2 separate regions of the Mus musculus genome follow, and region 1 is linked to region 2. A link is a contact called in public Hi-C data. All regions are on one chromosome and are shown on one strand. Each heading gives the region's core, a stretch centred on a gene start, on an enhancer-like site or on the middle of the called end of the contact. The rest is flanking DNA. Distances are from core to core; before and after follow the strand shown.

Region 1 (5,189 bases), core at 2,428-4,927, 70 kb before region 2:
ACAGTGTACTCCTGCCCCTCTGTACCCTTCTTACTCACCAAAGCCAGTGCTGTTGATGGATGCCTGGCTCTGCGCCTGTGGCTGTGGTGGCTGCTGGGCAGGGTGGGAGTGGGGATGGTGCTGATGAGGGTGGTAGCCTCCGTGCTGCAGTGGGGGAGGATGCATGGCCATCCCAGTCGGGGGGCCGTAGCCTTCAGCGCCCGCTTGTTTTCCCCCTGGTGTAGTACAGCCATCAGGGCTTGGGGTGTGCAGTGGAGGGGCACCCCCTACATTTGAGGGGCCCTGAGTGGGTGCCTGCTGCTGCTGTGGTTGTGGTTGCTGGGGTGGTGGCTGTGGCTGTGGTGGTGGCTGCTGCTGTTGCTGCTGCTGGTACACGTAGTAGTTGTTAGAAGGTGGCATGTCTCCCAGGAGTGAGGAAAAGCCTGCAGGGAGGACAGGAAGCAGGCAAATGATTGGGGCTACATGGTTTCACTAAATGACATCTTCTTTCAGGATGAGCGCTCAGGCAGGAGAGTTGAAAGGCTGCAAGCTCATTCTGTGACCGTAAGAACCATGTGTCCCTTCTGGTAGATAACAGACCGGAAAAAGCAGTTAGGTTAGGGGAAAGCTCTGCCCCACTGGAGACCACGGAAATATTAATAAGAAAAATTGTAAAACCTCACTGGTGACAATTCATGCTACTTTTAGGGGATTCACTGATTGTTCCACCTGAGTGTTCCTCGGTCCTCTAATGTTCTGCCTTCTTGTGTTCAGTACCTAGGGAATGCAGCTTGGGTGGGAAGCAGCATATGGACAGATTAATCTCCCAAGCCAGCTGGGCAAGGAAGAGCTAACTTGTGTCCAACCTGCAGCCCCCAGGTCGAATGATGCAGCTCAGGATAGCTATGAATAGAGCCAACACAAAACCATACACTCTCAACCACTAAACCATCTCTCCGAATCACTAAGTCTCTTTAAAAAATTATGAGATTTTTTTTTAAGATTTACTTATTATGTATATAATGTTCTCTCTGCATGTATGCCTTCATGCCAGAAGAGGGCACCAGACCTCATTCTAGGTGGTTGAGAGCCACCATGTGGCTGCTGGGAATTGAAGTCAGGACCTCTGGAAGAGCAGCCAGTACTCTTAACCTCTAAGTCATCCATGGTGTTTTCCTACATTTGTTTTCTGTAACTTAATCACACAGTTCTCATGTATGAACTCTGAGAGTGACATTATGCTGTAATGTCAAAATGTCGGACAAGCCTGGAGCTGGCTGTCGCTAGAAACCTGAGTAAATGTCCACAATGTCCTCACCTCACACAGTCTAATTTCTGACTTTGTTTCTGGCACTCTCTCCAGGTCCCCTCCCTCCAATCAATTAGCAATATGAGCTGTATTAATCTCCCAAGCAAATGGTAACACCTTAGGCTGCACTCTTGAGATCGATCCCTTAGGTTATAGAAAAAAGAAAAAGTAATTGCTGGCCACAGAGCCCAGTGTCCACACTCCTAACATTCAGGAGTCCAAGGTGGGAGGATCATTCAGGCCCAGCACTCAGGAGGCAGAAACAGGAGGATCTCTAAATTGGAGGCCAGCATGGGCTACAGAGACCTTGTTAAGAAGAAAGGAAAAGAGAAAGACTGAAACAGGAGAGGAGGATGGCAGAAGAGGCCTGGGAGGAGGAGGGAGCAGAAGGGGGGGAGAGGGAGGAACTTGTAACAGACCAAATCAGTGTTCAGGTTTTCTCTCAGTTGGGATGATAGACCTCAGAGAGAAGAGTTAATGTGACTGAGGCCCTGTATCCCTCATCACTCTGGCTAGCCCACGCTGCCTACAAAGGACTACCAAGGAGGCCACAAGGCCATCACGTGAACTCTCAGCCCCACCACAACGTCTACATGAACTGGGGCTGGAAAGAAGGGTAAAGTGCTTGCTATGAGATTGTGAGAACCAGAGTTCAGATCCCCAGCGTTCATGTAAGCGCTAGGTAGGTGTGCAGCCCACCTGGAATCCCAGAGCCCAGGGCGCAGAGATAAGGGGACTCTAGAGCAAGGTGACTAGCTGGACATGCCTAATGGGCAAGTTCTGGATTCAACTGAGCAACCCTGCATAAGGTGGAGGGCGGCTGAAGAAAACATTTGAACTGACCTCAGGCCTCCAAAGGCAAGCATATCTACACATTCACACAGACAATTGGACGGACACACACACACACACAAACATGCAAACACACATGCAAAATTGTGTGCCTCTGTGAAAGTGTGTGTGTGTGTGTGTGTGTGCGCGCGCGCGCGCAAGCATACATGTGTATGGTATGTTTGTGTGGTTAGTTTTTTGTCAACTTAACACAAGTTAGGGTCATCTAGAAAGACGGAACATCAATTGTTCAATTGAGAAAATGCATCCATCACACTGGGCAGTAGATGGGGTGGGGGACGACATTTTCTTGATTGATGATTGATATGGGAGGACCCAGACCACTGTGGGAAGTGTCAACCCTGGGCAGGTGGTTAAGAAAGCAGGCTGAAGCTCACCATGGTGGCATACATCTTTAATCCCAGCACTCAGGAGGTGAAGACAGGCAGATCTCTATGAGCTCAAGGCCACCCTGATCTACATAGTAAGTTCCAGGACAGCCAGGACTACATGGAGAAACCATGAAACTCAAGAAAACAGAGTAGGCTGCACAGCCATGAGGAATAAGGTGGCAAGCAGCCTACCCCATGGCCTCTGATCAGTTCCTGCCCCTCTTTCCTCTCCAGGATCACTCGGTCATGGCTGTTACCACAGCAACAGAAAGCAAACTAGAATAGTACACAGATGTGATCATTGCAGAGGGCTGAGGCACACCATCTCTCAGAAAGCCACCCAATGAGGACTTTAAGTCATTCTCAGTAACTGTGGAAGTTTGCCAATGGGGCAGATATTGGCTGCTGTTGGGAAAGCACTGTCTATTAACTGTGTTAGGTATGGTGATGGTGTGGTGGAAAGCTACAGGAGAGGCTCTCATCACTGTGATGCTTCCTGAAACTGCATTTGTAGAGAATGGCATGAGGCCTGGGAAATTCGCTCAACTGTTTCCACTTGGAACCAAGTTCAGTGGCAGGTCAAATAAGCTGAGCAAAATAAAGGTGAGTGACGGAGGCCAGGGGTTGTTTCTCATCTGTTTGCAATGTTTTATAATAAAAACTAACAAATAAAAAATATAGTAGCTTTAATCCCAGCACTCAGGAGGCAGAGACAGGCATTGCTCTGAGTTCAAGGCCAGGCTGGTCTACTTAGTGAGGTTCAGGACAGATAATGCTACACAGCAAGACCCTGACTCAAAAAGGAAAAAATAAGACAGGATAGAGCAGTAGGAGCTGGAGGTGAGGTTCAGTTGGCAGCCTTAGTCGTAGCTGAGCACTTGCTCCCACTGTATGAGCCCTGGTTCCATCCCCAGTACTAAACCAGATGTGACGGAGCACAGCTGTAATTCCAGCAGTCGGCACCAGACAAGGATCATTCAAAGTCATCCTTGGCTACATAGCAAGCGCAAAGCCAGCCTGGGATATCTGTAATTCTCTCTCACCCTAACTAACTAACTAACTAACTAACTGAAAGAGAAAATTAAGTTGTTCTTATTATAAAGCATAAGGATTCTTGGGGAGAGGGTGCCACTACTGTCCCCTAGTGGTCATACTCTGAATGACTCGCTCACAGCTGGGAACTCATTACCCCTGGACTAGAGGTGTAGCCCAGTGGTAGAGCACTCTAACACACACAGCCCCTGGGTCAAATCCCAGGACTGGGGTGGAGGATGTGAGGGAAATCGCTGCCTTTGGATTGTCCTCTGATTCGTTTTCTGAAGATAATACCCTAGTGTGCCTCTGAGTCAGCTGTCTGTACCAAATAGTTTAGTCCTCTGACCAGTTTCATATATTAAAACGAGAAATTGGGAGCTGGCAAGATGGCATGTTCAGGTAAGTGCATCTGCTGCCAAACCCAATGCAAGTTTGTTCCCTGGGACTTGCGCATTGTAACATTTTTTAAAGACTACACACACACACACACACACAGAGAGAGAGAGAGAGAGAGAGAGAGAGGGGGGGGGAGAGAGAGAGAGAGAGAGAGAGAGAGAATGTAATCTCAAAAAAAAACAAAAGACAGAAAATAGGGAGAGAAGAGAACATTACCACTTGACAGTATAAGAAACTTTCAGTCCCAGCAACCAGAAGGGGGAGACATGCAGATCTCTTTACGTTCAAAGCCAGCCTGATCTACCTAGCAAGTTCCAGACCAGCCAAAGCTACAAAGAGGGACCCTGTGTCAAAGAAAAAGAGGAAAGAAAAAAAAAAAAAAAAAAAAACAAGGATGTCCCCGCCTGTCCCACTGCAGACTCACCGTGCTGGGAGGAGGAGGACCGCTCCAGCATGGACTTGTAGAGGTTGCGGAAGGACCAGCTTAGGTCCTGAAAGTTGATCTCTGAGTAGGAGAATTTGAAGTCATGGTTGGTGTTGTAGAGGGGAGGGGCGCCCTCTGTGCTCTCCTGGCCTGGGGCCCCTGCTGCCACTGCTCCACCATCCACAGACCCTGGGCCCTGCAAAGACAGGTAAGAACGGTGACCTAAGCCTTCTAAGCAGCATAACCCACCAGGGTCAGTCAGGTCTGTCCTCTTCACCGTCTCCAGCTGGCCAATGGCACAGCATCACCGGCTCTTCCCGCTCTCATTGGCCATCTTGAACCTGGCTTCTACATCACTCTCCATTTCTTTTCTACAAGCCCTTCCCTAGTGCACCTCCATGCCTCTCTGCACCTCCTTCCTTCTGGCTGGGTTTTCCTCCTTTGCTTTTTCCTTCTTTCCCAATCTATCTGCCTAGCACATGACAAGGTACTCAATATGCAAGTGAACGGCGTGATATCCAAACCCACTGAACCATCCGTCCAATTACCCTATGCTTGTCATCTCAGCTTCCTACCTGGCTGTAGTTGGCCACGGAGGAGGGGCTCTGAAGTGACATCTGAGGAGTCCCCTCGTGAGAGAGTGAGGCTTCTCCACTCCCTGGAACACCTCCCCGGGGGCTTTTGCTGGCTTCCTGCTCTGGGGAGTCTTGGGATAGCTGAGAATTGTGAAAGAAGAGAAAAGCTGTATGCAGGGTGAGGCACCCACCCACGAGCCAGCTTGTGGCTCCACCTTGCTGGTGCTAACCCGCATTTAGTCACAGAA
Region 2 (5,773 bases), core at 727-3,226:
ACCAGACACACCACACCAGACACACACCACACCCTCTGTGGGAGGACAAATCTACTGTTCTCAGCTCCCATCTTTCATTAGGCTCAATGGTCCGAGTTTACATTTTCTTTTATGAGTCTATTGCAGGAATTCACATCCTGTCTGCCCAAAGGCAGCCTTCCAGTCGCTTTTACAACCACACCATGAGACTTGGAGTGCCTGGTTTTTAAAACAGAGCCTTTAATGTCTGTGCCCCACCCCCACCCCCCAATTCTTCGGAAAATTCCTTTCAGTCCCACCTGGCTTTCTACTCAGCTGCAATTGAGTCTTTAAGTGCTTCTTTTCCCTGCAGCTTTCCTCAGGAAGGAAAAAAGAAAAAGAGAAAGAAAGAAAGAGAGAGAGAGAGAGAGAGAGAGAAAACAATTACCTCTCAGAAAGGATTAGTCAGTGAATCCAGTTGTCTTGGTGGGGGCTGGGGGGGGGGAGCATCCAAATACTGCGCAGAGATGAAAAATAAGTTTAACTCGTTCCCCATTTTAACTGTGTACGGTCCATAAGAAATACCTCCTATCTGCTAATATATGAAAAAGTAACTGAGAAAAATGTCACAGGAAGACATTTACATCTTAAACCTGGTTCTTTTTTTCCTTGTTCTAATTTTTCAAGGCAGGGTCTCAAGATGTAGCTTTGGATATCCTGCAATTCACCACATAGACCTAGTTGACCTCTAACTCACTGATCCTCCTGCCTCTTCTCCAGAGTGCTGGGATTAAATGTTTGTGTCAATCCGACCAGCTTCCTGATACATTTTAAAAGATATAAGGAAGCAAAATTGAAGGAAAATTGGATTTATGTACGACTTGTCCAAAACAGAGAATGATGCCTAGTTTTTCTCCGCCATTTCTGTAACAGGTGTAAATTTTACAGAAGTGATGAAACAAAGGCCAGGAAATAAGGGTATGATAAAGTTGTCAGATCCCTGTGAAATCTTTCCCGGTAGGCAAAGTGCCCCGTCCTAACCCCCACCCCACCCCCACCACCGTCCCTTAACCCTCCTCACCAGGGGATCTGCACCCCACCTCCACCCTCAAACGCTTGGGAGTCCTGGGGAAATTTTAATTCTTTGGTCCATTGTTTGAATAGGTTGATAGCTAAGGGGAGGAGCTGGTGTCTCTCCCAGATTATCTCCTCCTGCTGGGTCCGTTACAAAAGCCTACAGTCGCTCGAATGCCACCGAACAATGACCGGGTAACCTCAGTGAGAGCATGCTGCAGGAGAATGTTCTAAGAGTAAATTTGCACTCTGATGATTGCAGTGGGGTGGCACGGAGACAGGAGACTGCAGGCATCAAAAATTAGTCATCTACCCGAACAGCTGGAATGGGTGAACGCTTTTGCACGCGTAGTATATGTAAAGCTGACTGAAATAAAAAGAAGCAGGCAGCGTGGGAAACGTGAGCGACCTGGTGTGCTGCACGACGAAGCCGAATGGCCTGCGGCAAAATAGATGGACAGGTGGGGAGACTGCCGGGCGCAGGTGGGGCATTCGCCCTCGCCCTCGAGGCAGACTCTGGCGTAACCTGCTGCTCCACAGAGATGCCTCGGATTCCTGACAACTGCACTTTCTCAGCCCCATCCGGTGGGCGCTGGCCGACCCCGCCCGGCAGAAGGGACGTGCGTATTGGCACGGCGCCCGGCAGCCCCCGCGGTCCCTGAGTCGCTTGGATCTGCCTCCCCAGCTCGCTGACTCATTCGCGCATCCTGCAGTGTTCCGCTCCTTCCCTTGGTCCTCACGTTCCCTTGACGTTTTTGGTTGACTTGTCGGGAGGAGGCGGGGGTGGGGGTATTAAAAAGAAAGAAACGGACTGGGAAAGGCGGAGGGTGAATTTAGAAGTAAAAGGTAGGGTGGGCTGCAGACCACCAGGAAGAAGGAAAGGGTGGGCCTGGGAAGGATCAGATGTGTGTGAGCATGCGCAGAGCGTTGGGTCACCCTGCACCATCCGCAGCGAACTGCGCCACTGTGGCACGATCGACGACCGACGGAAAAGAACAGCCCTGCACATTAGGGCTATACATTTTGTGCTACTTGCTATTTAGGCGTGCGTCGGGGTCGAAATAAGCAGAAGAAAGTAGAAATAAGGGCTTTCTGGTGCCTGCCTCGCCGTCCTAACATCCGCCGTACTCTACCTTTCTCTGTGCCCCAAACCAAGGAAGCACGTGAACGCTGCTTGCATGCATTTAACCCTTAATGACATTTTAGGACTTTGGATAGACATGTTCTTCATAACACCAGTCGCGGGACATAATCTGATGTGTTGTAAATTGGCATTAGAAAATCTAAGCATGTTATCCTTTAAACACATCTTGAGCTGGGATGTTTAACCTAAGTGCTTCAGTCTCTGACCCTCACTTCTCCAGCCTGAAAAGGGAATATTACCCATGAGAAAATGAGGAACTCCCTGCTGAGTCTGTTGGCCTTGGCCCATGCTCAACAGTTATCTCCCTACATTGGTCTTTGGTTGGGTCTATGCAGACTGTTTGCTACCTTTTAAGCGCGCGCGCGGGGGGAAGGAGGTGTTCACAAAAAATGACTAAGGTGGGTGTAAAGAAAACCTAAGGACAATTCATCAACTAATCTTCAGCCACCTCTCCTCCAGTCCCAGTTTTTCCCTCACTAATGACATGGATGACAGCAGTATACTCAAAGTGACTTCCTCTCAGTGCTTACTCTCCAGTAAAATCTAAAGCTGCCTGCAGGCCCCGGGGGAACCTGGAAAACCAGCCTCTAGGCCCAGTGCCCTTAAGTAGGGCACTCTCACGGTGGCACTCCCGTGGATTCCTGTTACATGAAATGAAAGATATTGAGAGAGAGACTGAGACTGAGAAAGACTTTCCTGTTGAGTACGGTCGGTTGTCAGTCTTGGCTGGACCATTTTTTCATTCACAGGAAGTCCTCAGAGTTTCCCCGCTCAGAGGCATGTTCTTTGTCTCCAGCCTCTGCTACCACAGACAGTGCCTCCTTCCTTCTTCTGATCCCAGCCAATGACTGTGATCTCACAGCTTTAAGGTCCCATTTCATTTGCCTCATCTACAGTAAAACTCGGGAGTTGGTAACTTTTACTGCAAAGGGTCAGATTATGTAAGTGTTTTAGGGTTTGTGGACCACAGTGTCCCAAGAGCCTTGTTGCCTCACTGGCCTCTCTCTGTGGCCTCTCCATCTCCTCTGACCTGAGAGGCTCTCCAAACAGCCTGGGAATAGGGCCCTCACTGAGTACCAGGGGGGTGGCTCCTTTCCTGGAACTCGGTATCAGCTGTTTATCTGCAGCCTCCAGATCCCTAGCCTTGGAAGATGCTTCCTGTGGGAGTGGGAGGGGTCTAGAGAGGGTAATAGTGAGTGAGCATGACCAAACTACGTTATATACACAGATAATGTCACGGTGAGAGAGACCTGGATAGCTGATAACTACGAGTGTTCAAATGTGACTTCAGCGCTGAGGTGGAAATGGGCCACAGAGACCTCTTTTCTCCATGTGCTCTGGTCCTGGTGTTTTTGGGTTTTTTTGTTGTTTGTTTGTTTGTTTGTTGGGTTTTGTTTTGGCTTTTCGAGACAGGGTTTCTCTGTATAACCCTCCCTGTCCTGGAACTCACTTTGTAGACCAGGCTGGCCTCAAACTCAGAAATCCACCTGCCTCTGGGATTAAAGGCGTGTGCCACCACTCCCGGCTTGGTCCTGGTGTTTTATTACAGCACAAACAACCCTAGCTAAAACAGGTCTCTCCTGCTGTGATGTGTTGTTGTCTGTTAGTAAATAGAACTCATTAAACTGGGTGTGGTGCTCATGCCTGTAATCCCCTTGCCAGGGAGGTAGAACTAGGAGGATCAGAAAGGAGTTCAAGGCCGTCCTTAACTACTTGTCTAGTTCTAGGCCACTCTGGGCAATATGAGAACCTTATTAAAAACAAACAAACACAACAAGCCTTCATATGAAAGGGTGTTGACCAGAAAGTATCAAGGTAAGGTCTAAATAGAGAGCCATTGGTCAGGGCATGGGATTTAATAGACCATTTCTTTCCTATGAACTTTGTAAAGAAAACACTGGTGCTCAAATCTTTAATCCCTGCGCTTGGGAGGCAGAGACAGGCAGATCTACAAGTTCGAGGCCAGCCTGGTCTAAATGATTCCAGACCTGTCTCAATAAAAACACTAACAAGGAAAAACTAGATTGAAGCAGCCACTTAGGTATAATTGTGATAACATTAGATTTAAAAGTTATCCTCCAGCTGGCCTGTAATCCCAGCTATGAGGAGACTTAGGCAGAATAGCAGTTCAAAACCTGCCTAAGGAACACAGTGGGACCCCATTTCAAAAATAAATGACAATAGGAAGTCTGGCCTGGTGATGCACTTCTGTAATCCCAGCTTTCAGGAGGCTGAGCTGGGAGAATTACAATGTTGTCATGAGCCTGGGGTAGCCTTGGCTACATAGTGAGTTCAAGGTCATCCTGAACTACTTGAGACCTTGTCTTAAAAAAAATTAAAAATTAAAAAAGGTTGGTCAGGGTGGTGTTGGTCCTGTGGATCTCTGGGGGTTCCAGGCTAGCCAGGGTTACATGAGACCCTGTCTCAAACACGCACAAAAACATCAATGAAAAAAGATCTTAGGAGATACCTTGCTGTGGGAGATTCCCCAGTTATGTTCAAGACCCTGCTTTTTCAAGCCCATTACTAGGGAGAAAAACAAAAACAAAAAAACAACAACCATACCTGAAAGCTAATTTAAAATGTGCTTGTAGGCAAAAGAATTTTTCTGCATTTGAACATTTAAAGAATTGTAGGACAGCCAGGGCTAAACAGAGAAACCCTGTCTCGAAAAAAACAAAAACAAACAACAACAACAAAAAAAGAATTGTAGGATCCACCAAAAGGCAGGGACTATTACACACATTTCTTTTTACACACATTTCCAAAATCATTCCACAGTCATTCTATAAGTCTGCATATAAACCATTCCATTAAATGCTCAGGATATCTTGTTACACACCCATGAGATTTTGCAGATTTGTGTCAAAAAAAAAAAAAAAAAAAGTCAGAGAAACAGGATGAAGAAAACCAGGACAACCGGGAGCTGATGGTTGCATCTCTCGGCAACATAACAAGAAAACAAATTCCACAGGAGGGGAGTAGAATAAGGGAGAGACAGGACTGAGTGATGTAGCAGGTCGCTCCGGAGATTCAGAGGACCAGCTGAACGGTCCTCTTCGCACGTCTGCATTACGCAGCCCACCCCCCAAAAAGAAAGTGAGACGTCAGCAGGCGGGGCTTAGCTTGCTGGGAAGAGAGAAGAGATACTTTGGTTTCTGAGCCCGCCTCCTCCAAATATTTCTGTAACTGGCTGGTTCCATTGGAGGCTTGGGTCACTTGTGAGAAAGATGTATCCATTAAACAGTCTGATCTGCAACACAAAGTTCATGGCACTTGTAAGAGTATCTTCAGTAGGAATGCATGAGATCAGACAGTGATTCCTAGCACCGTGGCTGCCGTATTATATGGCACACAATCTACAAAAAAAAAATTGGGGGAGGGTTTTGTGTTTGTTTGGTTTTTGAAGCAAACTCTCACTTTGGAGTCTTGGCTGGCCTGGAACTTACTATGTAGATCACGTTGTCTCTGAATTATAGAGAGATAAGACTTCCTCTGCTAGATTAAAGGCATGTGCCACCATGCCCAAATCAAACTTGTTCAATGCACAATGCATACGTTGTGGAAGGTTTTGGTGAGAAAAACACAGTCATTTAG

What was found. A called contact is a pair of places that touch in the nucleus more often than the background predicts.
Region 1: a contact with region 2 is called in a Hi-C map of muscle stem cells, with 2.3 times the contacts expected there. The contact joins two enhancer-like sites. A contact is called at or near these places in 2 of 39 promoter capture datasets (the C10 cell line and embryonic stem cells), 3 of 484 Hi-C or Micro-C datasets (CD8 T cells, cerebellum and muscle stem cells), 6 of 115 datasets of contacts at active chromatin or transcription factors (CD8 T cells, embryonic stem cells, extraembryonic endoderm stem cells and 2 more) and 3 of 9 other capture datasets (adipose tissue, liver and pancreatic islet).

Annotation. Positions count from the first base shown.
Region 1 is chr6:122,833,054-122,838,242 of GRCm38.p6, reverse strand. Foxj2 (forkhead box J2) reads right to left here. Exons shown (of 11, transcript NM_021899.3): 5 at 4,942-5,082; 6 at 4,367-4,562; 7 at 39-422. Among named protein-coding and RNA genes, the nearest start is that of Mir7231, 4.3 kb to the right of the region's middle. Within about 2 kb of position 3,677, at least 12 of the 459 cell types and tissues checked have an H3K27ac peak or open chromatin away from gene starts, as enhancers often do. A contact at or near this core is called in muscle stem cells and trophoblast stem cells, where this site is marked.
Region 2 is chr6:122,760,709-122,766,481 of GRCm38.p6, reverse strand. It overlaps a transcript of Slc2a3 not described here. Among named protein-coding and RNA genes, the nearest start is that of Slc2a3, 21 kb to the right of the region's middle. RefSeq lists an enhancer at 1-2,453. Within about 2 kb of position 1,976, at least 236 of the 459 cell types and tissues checked have an H3K27ac peak or open chromatin away from gene starts, as enhancers often do. A contact at or near this core is called in muscle stem cells and trophoblast stem cells, where this site is marked.